2 separate regions of the Anas platyrhynchos genome follow, and region 1 is linked to region 2. The links are chromatin contacts, called in public Hi-C maps. All regions are on one chromosome and are shown on one strand. Each heading gives the region's core, a stretch centred on a gene start, on an enhancer-like site or on the middle of the called end of the contact. The rest is flanking DNA. Distances are from core to core; before and after follow the strand shown. Region 1 overlaps NDUFA2 (NADH:ubiquinone oxidoreductase subunit A2). Region 2 has its middle 71 kb from the start of PSD2.

Region 1 (3,079 bases), core at 382-2,881, 120 kb before region 2:
TGTAACCCTAAATACCAACATGAAGTGCTCAGTGTTTCAACTTGTGATCCCTTCTTGGAAAATGCTGGTGGCAGAGCTGTAGGAACTTCCCCTGGTCCGTGGTGGATGCCTCACAGGACGGGCTTCTGCCAAGCAGCCGTTCCTGGGTTCAGTGAGGGGTAATGAACCACAAAGCACTGTGGTTGGAGATGGCATACAAAAGGTAAGCACGGACACTCCGCTGGATCTTCCACATTAAATGCTCAAGTCAAATCTCACCCCGGTTGGGTAACTCAACCCAGCCGTGAGGTGCTGGCTGCTGTAAGGAACATCACTGCGGCTCGTCTCGGCATACCAGAGACCCCTACCCTCACCAGCACCTGCCCTGGTGGTTGTGAGAGGCTGGGACCTGGGTCCTGTCCTGCCGCCAGCACCCGGAGAGGGGACCTGGGGCCTGCTGGGTGCCCTGGAGCAGAGCTGAGGGGTTTGGCCCTGACAAACGCAGGATTTGGGCCTCGCCTGCTTAGCCCCCTTCCTGCTGTGAGGCGGCCACGCAGTGCTGCCCTTCAGCAGCCCACTGCTGGGCACAGAACCCTCCAGGCTACTCCCTATTTCCCCTTATTTCCCCTCATTTCCCCTCATTTCCCCTTATTTCTCCTTATTTCTCCCTATTTCTCCTTATTGCTCCAGCTTTCCTCCTCCTCCAAGCAAGCCCTGATAGCTCTCCTCCTCCAAGAGCCTTCGCCTCCGGGGGGGGGGCCTGGGCCCGGCCCTCTCCCAGGGGCACTGGAGGGGGGTTCCTGGATTGCACCGGCCCCCCCGGGCACTTGCAGCGGGGTCGCAGAGCCCGGGCTGCCCGCGGCCAGCGCCCCCCCCCCGGCCCCGCCGCCGCCGCATCTCGGCGGCCAGGGGGGGGCAGCAAAGGCCCAGGGAAGCGGCGCTGCCCGCGGCCCCCCCGTGACTGAGCGGGGCTCTGCGAGGAGAGGGGGCTCGGGGAAAGCTTTCGGTGGGAGCAAACCTGCTTTGTTTTGGGTTGTTTGGCGTTGTTTTGATTCATTTCACTTAGTTTCACTTAATTTCATTTTATTTCATTGCTTTTCTTTCTTCTTTTTTTTTTTTTTTTAATATTTTTTCCTTTCCTTTCCTTTCCTTTCCTTTCCTTTCCTTTCCTTTCCTTTCCTTTCCTTTCCTTTCCTTTCCTTTCCTTTCCTTTCCTTTCCTTTCCTTTCCTTTCCTTTCCTTTCCTTTCCTTTCCTTTTCCTTTCCTTTTTCTTTTCCCTTTTTTGTTGTTCCATTTTCCCTCTTTTTCTTTTTAACGCATGGGTGGACGCGCTCTTCGATGCTCCAGCGCCCCGAATGACCCCCGGGGGGTCTCCTTGACATGCAGCAGGCTGGACATGCTGGGAGGAATGCATCCCCTCCTGGGGGAAAAAGCAGGAAACCCTCAGGGACAGCTGGGGGGTGCTGTGGGGTGTCCCTGGGGACAGGGGACACAGGCACATTGCCACACTCCCCCCACAGAGCCAGCACCAGTATGGGGGTCCCTGCCCCCCCCCGCTCCCCAGGGCAGCCAGCGGTGCCGGCTGTCCCGCGGCCCCACGCCGCCCATCTGCCGGGCCCGCTGCTGGCAGGAGGCCCCAAGGCCCCGCAGCCATGGCCTGCCGCGGCCCTCACGCCTCCGCTGAGCAGCTGCCGGCCCCGTGGGGCTGGTGGGGACAAACCCAGCCCTGCCCATGCTTTGGGGCCAGCATCCTCCCCACGGGGCCAGGCCGTGCCCCACTCCTGCCCCGCAGCGCCCGCTCTCCCCCCCGGGGCCTGGCTTGCGCCGTGCCCTGCCATCTTGCGCCCGTGAATAATTCACCGCCTCCGTCCCCCGTTGTTTCCCCGCAGGTATTTATAGCCTGCGCTCCTGTCTCCTTGGAGGCGGCGTGCTTCAAGGCGGTGTAAATTTAGCTCCCGCCGTCTCTCACGTGTCGTGCCCTCCAGCCCTTGCGGGTGCCCTTCCACACAGCTCCTGCCCGGCGGGCGCCTCCGCCGCCATGCGGGCACCCCTGGCCCGTGGCATCGCCGCCTGCCCTCACCCCCCCTGGGTGCAGCCCCCACGTCCCGGTGGCACAAACGGGTGGCGAGGTCTCAGCAGACCCCTTGGCTTTGGGGCTGGTGCCTGCCCCTCGCTGCTGTTGTGCTCCCGGCCTGCCCCTCGTGGCCCTCGTGCCGTGCCGTGCCAGCCACGTCCTCCTCCTGCCGCCCGGCCCCAGACACCAGGGCAGCGCCGTCGCCTCCGGCAGCTGCACGGGGCCGCCGAGCCGCTCAGCTGCTGCGGCACGGGGGCTGCTTTGAAATTCCTGGGCTGCCATCTGTGCTATGCAAATCCCCCAATCTGACGGCTGCGTGTGGACCCGCTTCCGGACTCGGCGGCAGGAGCTGTTATTATCTCGCTCCTCCTCCCTTCCAGCACCCAGCGGTGGATTCAGAGCAGCGGGGACATCGCCAGTTCTCATGCAAAGAAGCCAAAAATCCTCTGCAAAAAAAGCTCTTTGCTCTGCCCCAGCTGGGCCGTGGAGTTGAGAGCACAGTGGGTGGGACGCGGGGCCACCGGTCACCTCGAGTCACCGGTGGGTCTGTCGGGAGGACGGGGCTGGTGGCACCCCGTGGGGGTCTGTGCCCCACTGGGAGGGAGCTGGGGGCAAGGCAGGGGGTGGCCATGGGGCTGTGCCCGTGCAGCACCCACGCATCCACTCCCCACCCCAGGGAGCCTGGGAGTCCCCAGCCTGGGGGTAGCGTGACACACAGCACAAACCGTGTCCAAAAAGCAAAACCAAGGCTGCACCCTGCTCTCCCGTATGGAGTTGGTGTGCAACCCCCCCTGAGCAGCTCCTGCCTCAGTTCTCCACCGGTCCAGCACCACGGGGCAGCGCTGGAGGGCGTGGGGATGGCAGCTCTGTGTCCCCACGGGTCACCTTGCCCCTGGGCAGCTGTGGGTAGGGGTGGATGGAGCGGTGCGTGCTCTTTAAATGCTAATCTGGTGGAAAAGCAGCAATTCCCCACCCTGCGCTGAAGCTGCAGCGGCTTACCGGGGTGGCGAGGGGAGGGGGCAGGT
Region 2 (2,987 bases), core at 3-2,502:
AGCCGCGGCCCCTTTAGGATTTAATAATAAAATGAATGCCCATGACCTGACTGTTTGCTCACGCCTGGATCTTCCTTGATGGATGAACAGAAATTGCTCCCTGGCTCGGGTCATCCGCAGTAAAAATCGCCAGTCGATTGCCGGGCCCTCCCTCGGCTCCTCCGCGTTCAGGGCTCACTGGCTTCGTTTGGGACCTGGCTTGAAACGGATAATCAATAATAATCAGGCTCGACGCTGTGACGGCACCTTTGATCCAAGGATCTCGCAGCACTTTGCAGCGGATAATGAACGGAGCCCCTCTGTGAGGCAGGCAGGAACGTCTGCATTTTATGAGGGGGAACAGAGCCCAAGGACGGGCTGACCCCGCTGCTTGCCAGCTCTGTCCTGCTCGTCATCCCACATGGGGATGCCTGCTTTAGTGCATCCCGACCCCAGAGAGTCACAGGAGGATGGAGCCAAATGTCTGTGGGGCTCATTCCCAATGACTTGTGGGTCTGGTTCCTTCCTGAGGCAGCTTGAGCTGCCCTGCCAACAAAGCTATTTTGGGAAAAGAAGTGCGGATTTGGGTCTCAGCCTGGCAGGGAGCAGAGCAGCCCTGGGATGCAGTACATTCCCATGGGGAAGGCAGGACTCTGCTCCTCCTGCCCCAAATTAAAGCTCATGGCTGACGTACACAGCGCAGGCTGCAGCTCCGCTGCATCAGCCTGCAGGTGTAGCACCGGGGAGCAGCTCTGCCTGGGGCTCCCGGGGGCCCAGCACAAAGCCGGTGCCATGCCCAGGGCTGGAGAAAGGCTGGGAACAACTGATAAAGCCACTGGATCTCCAACCTGGTCTTCCTTGAGGACACCCCGGCAGCACGAGCTACTTTTGCTCCCTGGGTCATTTGCACTGCCTGAGCTGCGGTGACACCAGCCCCTCGGCTTCATGCTGTCCCCCCAAAACCCCCCAGCCCCACGGTGGCCTCGGGGATCCGGGGTGGCTCTGTGGGGACAGCGACCACGCTTTGGGCGAGCTCTGCAGGGCTGATGGCACGGACCTCCACGTGTCCCCCACGGTCGCGTGTTGGTGACAGGGGTGTCCCGGCGGTGTCCTCTGTGCACTGCACGGCCGGGACCGCGTCCTGCCCCCGCAGGGCTGTGTCCCCGCGGCCGGGAGGTGCCGGCTGGGGGTGGCCGTGGGGATGTCCCCCCCCCCGGTGTCCCCCGGCTGCGCCCCGCCGGGCCGCGCGGCTCTGCCGGTGTCGCAGCGCCACCCCTTGCCTCCCGGGGAAAGTGCCCCTGGGCTTCGGCTGCACTCTCCAGCAATTAAGGGACCGAGGTATTAATTGTTTGTACTGCGAGCATCTCCAAGGTCACCTGAAAGCCCGGGCAAGGGAAGCAGCCGCCCCCAGCGGTCCCTGCCACCCGCCCAAGGGAAGGGTCCCCAGCAGGGACTGGTCCCCAGACCCGGAGCCCCTGGCCCTCAGCATCCTCCCTGCAAGAGGACCATAGGGAACCCCAGCATGGGATGGGTGCGATGTGAGTTGGGTGCTGGTCCCGAGTCGGAAACATGCCCTTTGCTGGCGATTAAAAGAAAACCAGGCTGAGCGCATCGCCCTGCCAGCACCAGCAGCCAGCTCGTGCCTCCCCGCAGCCGCCTGCATCCGCGCTGCCCTGCCTTTGTCTCACGCTCAGCCGCGCTTCCAGTCTTCAAAGTGTTAAAACTTTTCAGTGTGTGCTGCAGATCCCTTGCCTGCAGCCTCCTGCCCTGAGTCAAATTAATCATGTACTGGGAAACACAGCAGGCATGTACTAGCCCTGGGCATGGTGTATCACGTACTTTCTGGAATCTGTCACATGGGGAGCTTTCTGTTTTAGGCTCAATTGATCCTTTCTCGGTTTGATACTGTGTTTAATTGTGAGATGGGGCTGTGTGTTTTTGCTTCAGCCGAACTTAAAGGGCCGCTCTTCCCAGCCTTGTTTTCAGATGTCCGCAAGAACAGACCGCCGCTGTCTCCTCACCCAAACAAAAAGCCTTTCTCTCCCCACACACAATATCCCCTCTGTATTGTCCACAACAAAGAGCAGGGCTAAATTAATTTTAGGTCCAGCTCTTTTAACGTGGGGCTGGGGAGGGGAGGTGATTTGATTGCTGCAGCTGATGGTTCAAACAACATAGGCGAGAGGTGGGAGAGGTGGCCCCGGGCCGCTGGGCGCTGCCTGGGCGGCAGTGAGGGGGGACGTGCCTGCACCCCGGGGGGGGACACGCCTGGCCCCGGGGGCCCCAGCACGAGGTGAGCTGACCAGAGCAGAGCCTGGCCCTGCAGCCCTGCTGCATTGCCCCAGGCTGGGAGCAAAGCCCCTGCTGAGCCCACCTGGGCTTTCTCTCCAGAGGAGGGTGGACAGAGCAGTCCAAGGATGCTGGGTGTGACAGAAAGTGCCTGTAACCCTAAAAGTGACCCCGAAAGTGGCTTGTGTATCCCTCTGGACTTCTAGAGAGCTGTAGTGGAGTGATTTTTTCATCCTGTCTGCGCACAAAAGATTTTAAGAACCAAGCAAAAAATGGAGCATCCCTTCAAAACTGGATGAAAAGGGAAAATAAACACTTTTTGTGTGTTTTTCTCTCTGAAAAGGCTTATCTGGAGCAGTCAATGCAGGCAGCTGTGCGCCATAGCATGAAATGCAACCTGCTTGGCTTGGGAGAAGGCCTCCATGAGGTCTCCTGGCCACCGGTGTGACCGGGACCAGTGGTGGACCCCCATGGCCCCACTCATCCCGTGCTGCGGGGCTCTGCAGGGCTGTGGCTGGAGGAGAGAGCCCAGTGGCTGAGTCCAACTGGTGCCAGGAGTGGAGGGGATGGGTGTGCACGGGGGAGGCGGGACGGGGGAGGGAAGAGGGTTGGTGTGAGCTCATGTGGTGAGCTATGAATTTCAGCAGACACACGGGATCGAAGCGGGAGGAAGGGTTGTGGGAGACAGCTCAGCTCTGGGTTCTCCTTGTCTGCACCTT

Evidence for each region. Hi-C and Micro-C count contacts between places; a contact is called where the count stands out from the background.
Region 1: a contact with region 2 is called in a Hi-C map of skeletal muscle, with 2.9 times the contacts expected there. The contact joins two enhancer-like sites. A contact is called at or near these places in 3 of 8 Hi-C or Micro-C datasets (liver, skeletal muscle and subcutaneous adipose tissue).

What each region holds. Positions count from the first base shown.
Region 1 is chr14:12,210,718-12,213,796 of IASCAAS_PekinDuck_T2T, reverse strand. The region is part of intron 2 of NDUFA2 (NADH:ubiquinone oxidoreductase subunit A2); the gene reads left to right. Among named protein-coding and RNA genes, the nearest start is that of CXXC5, 26 kb to the right of the region's middle. Within about 2 kb of position 1,631, at least 3 of the 8 cell types and tissues checked have an H3K27ac peak or open chromatin away from gene starts, as enhancers often do.
Region 2 is chr14:12,089,561-12,092,547 of IASCAAS_PekinDuck_T2T, reverse strand. No RefSeq gene overlaps it. Among named protein-coding and RNA genes, the nearest start is that of PSD2, 71 kb to the right of the region's middle. Within about 2 kb of position 1,252, at least 2 of the 8 cell types and tissues checked have an H3K27ac peak or open chromatin away from gene starts, as enhancers often do.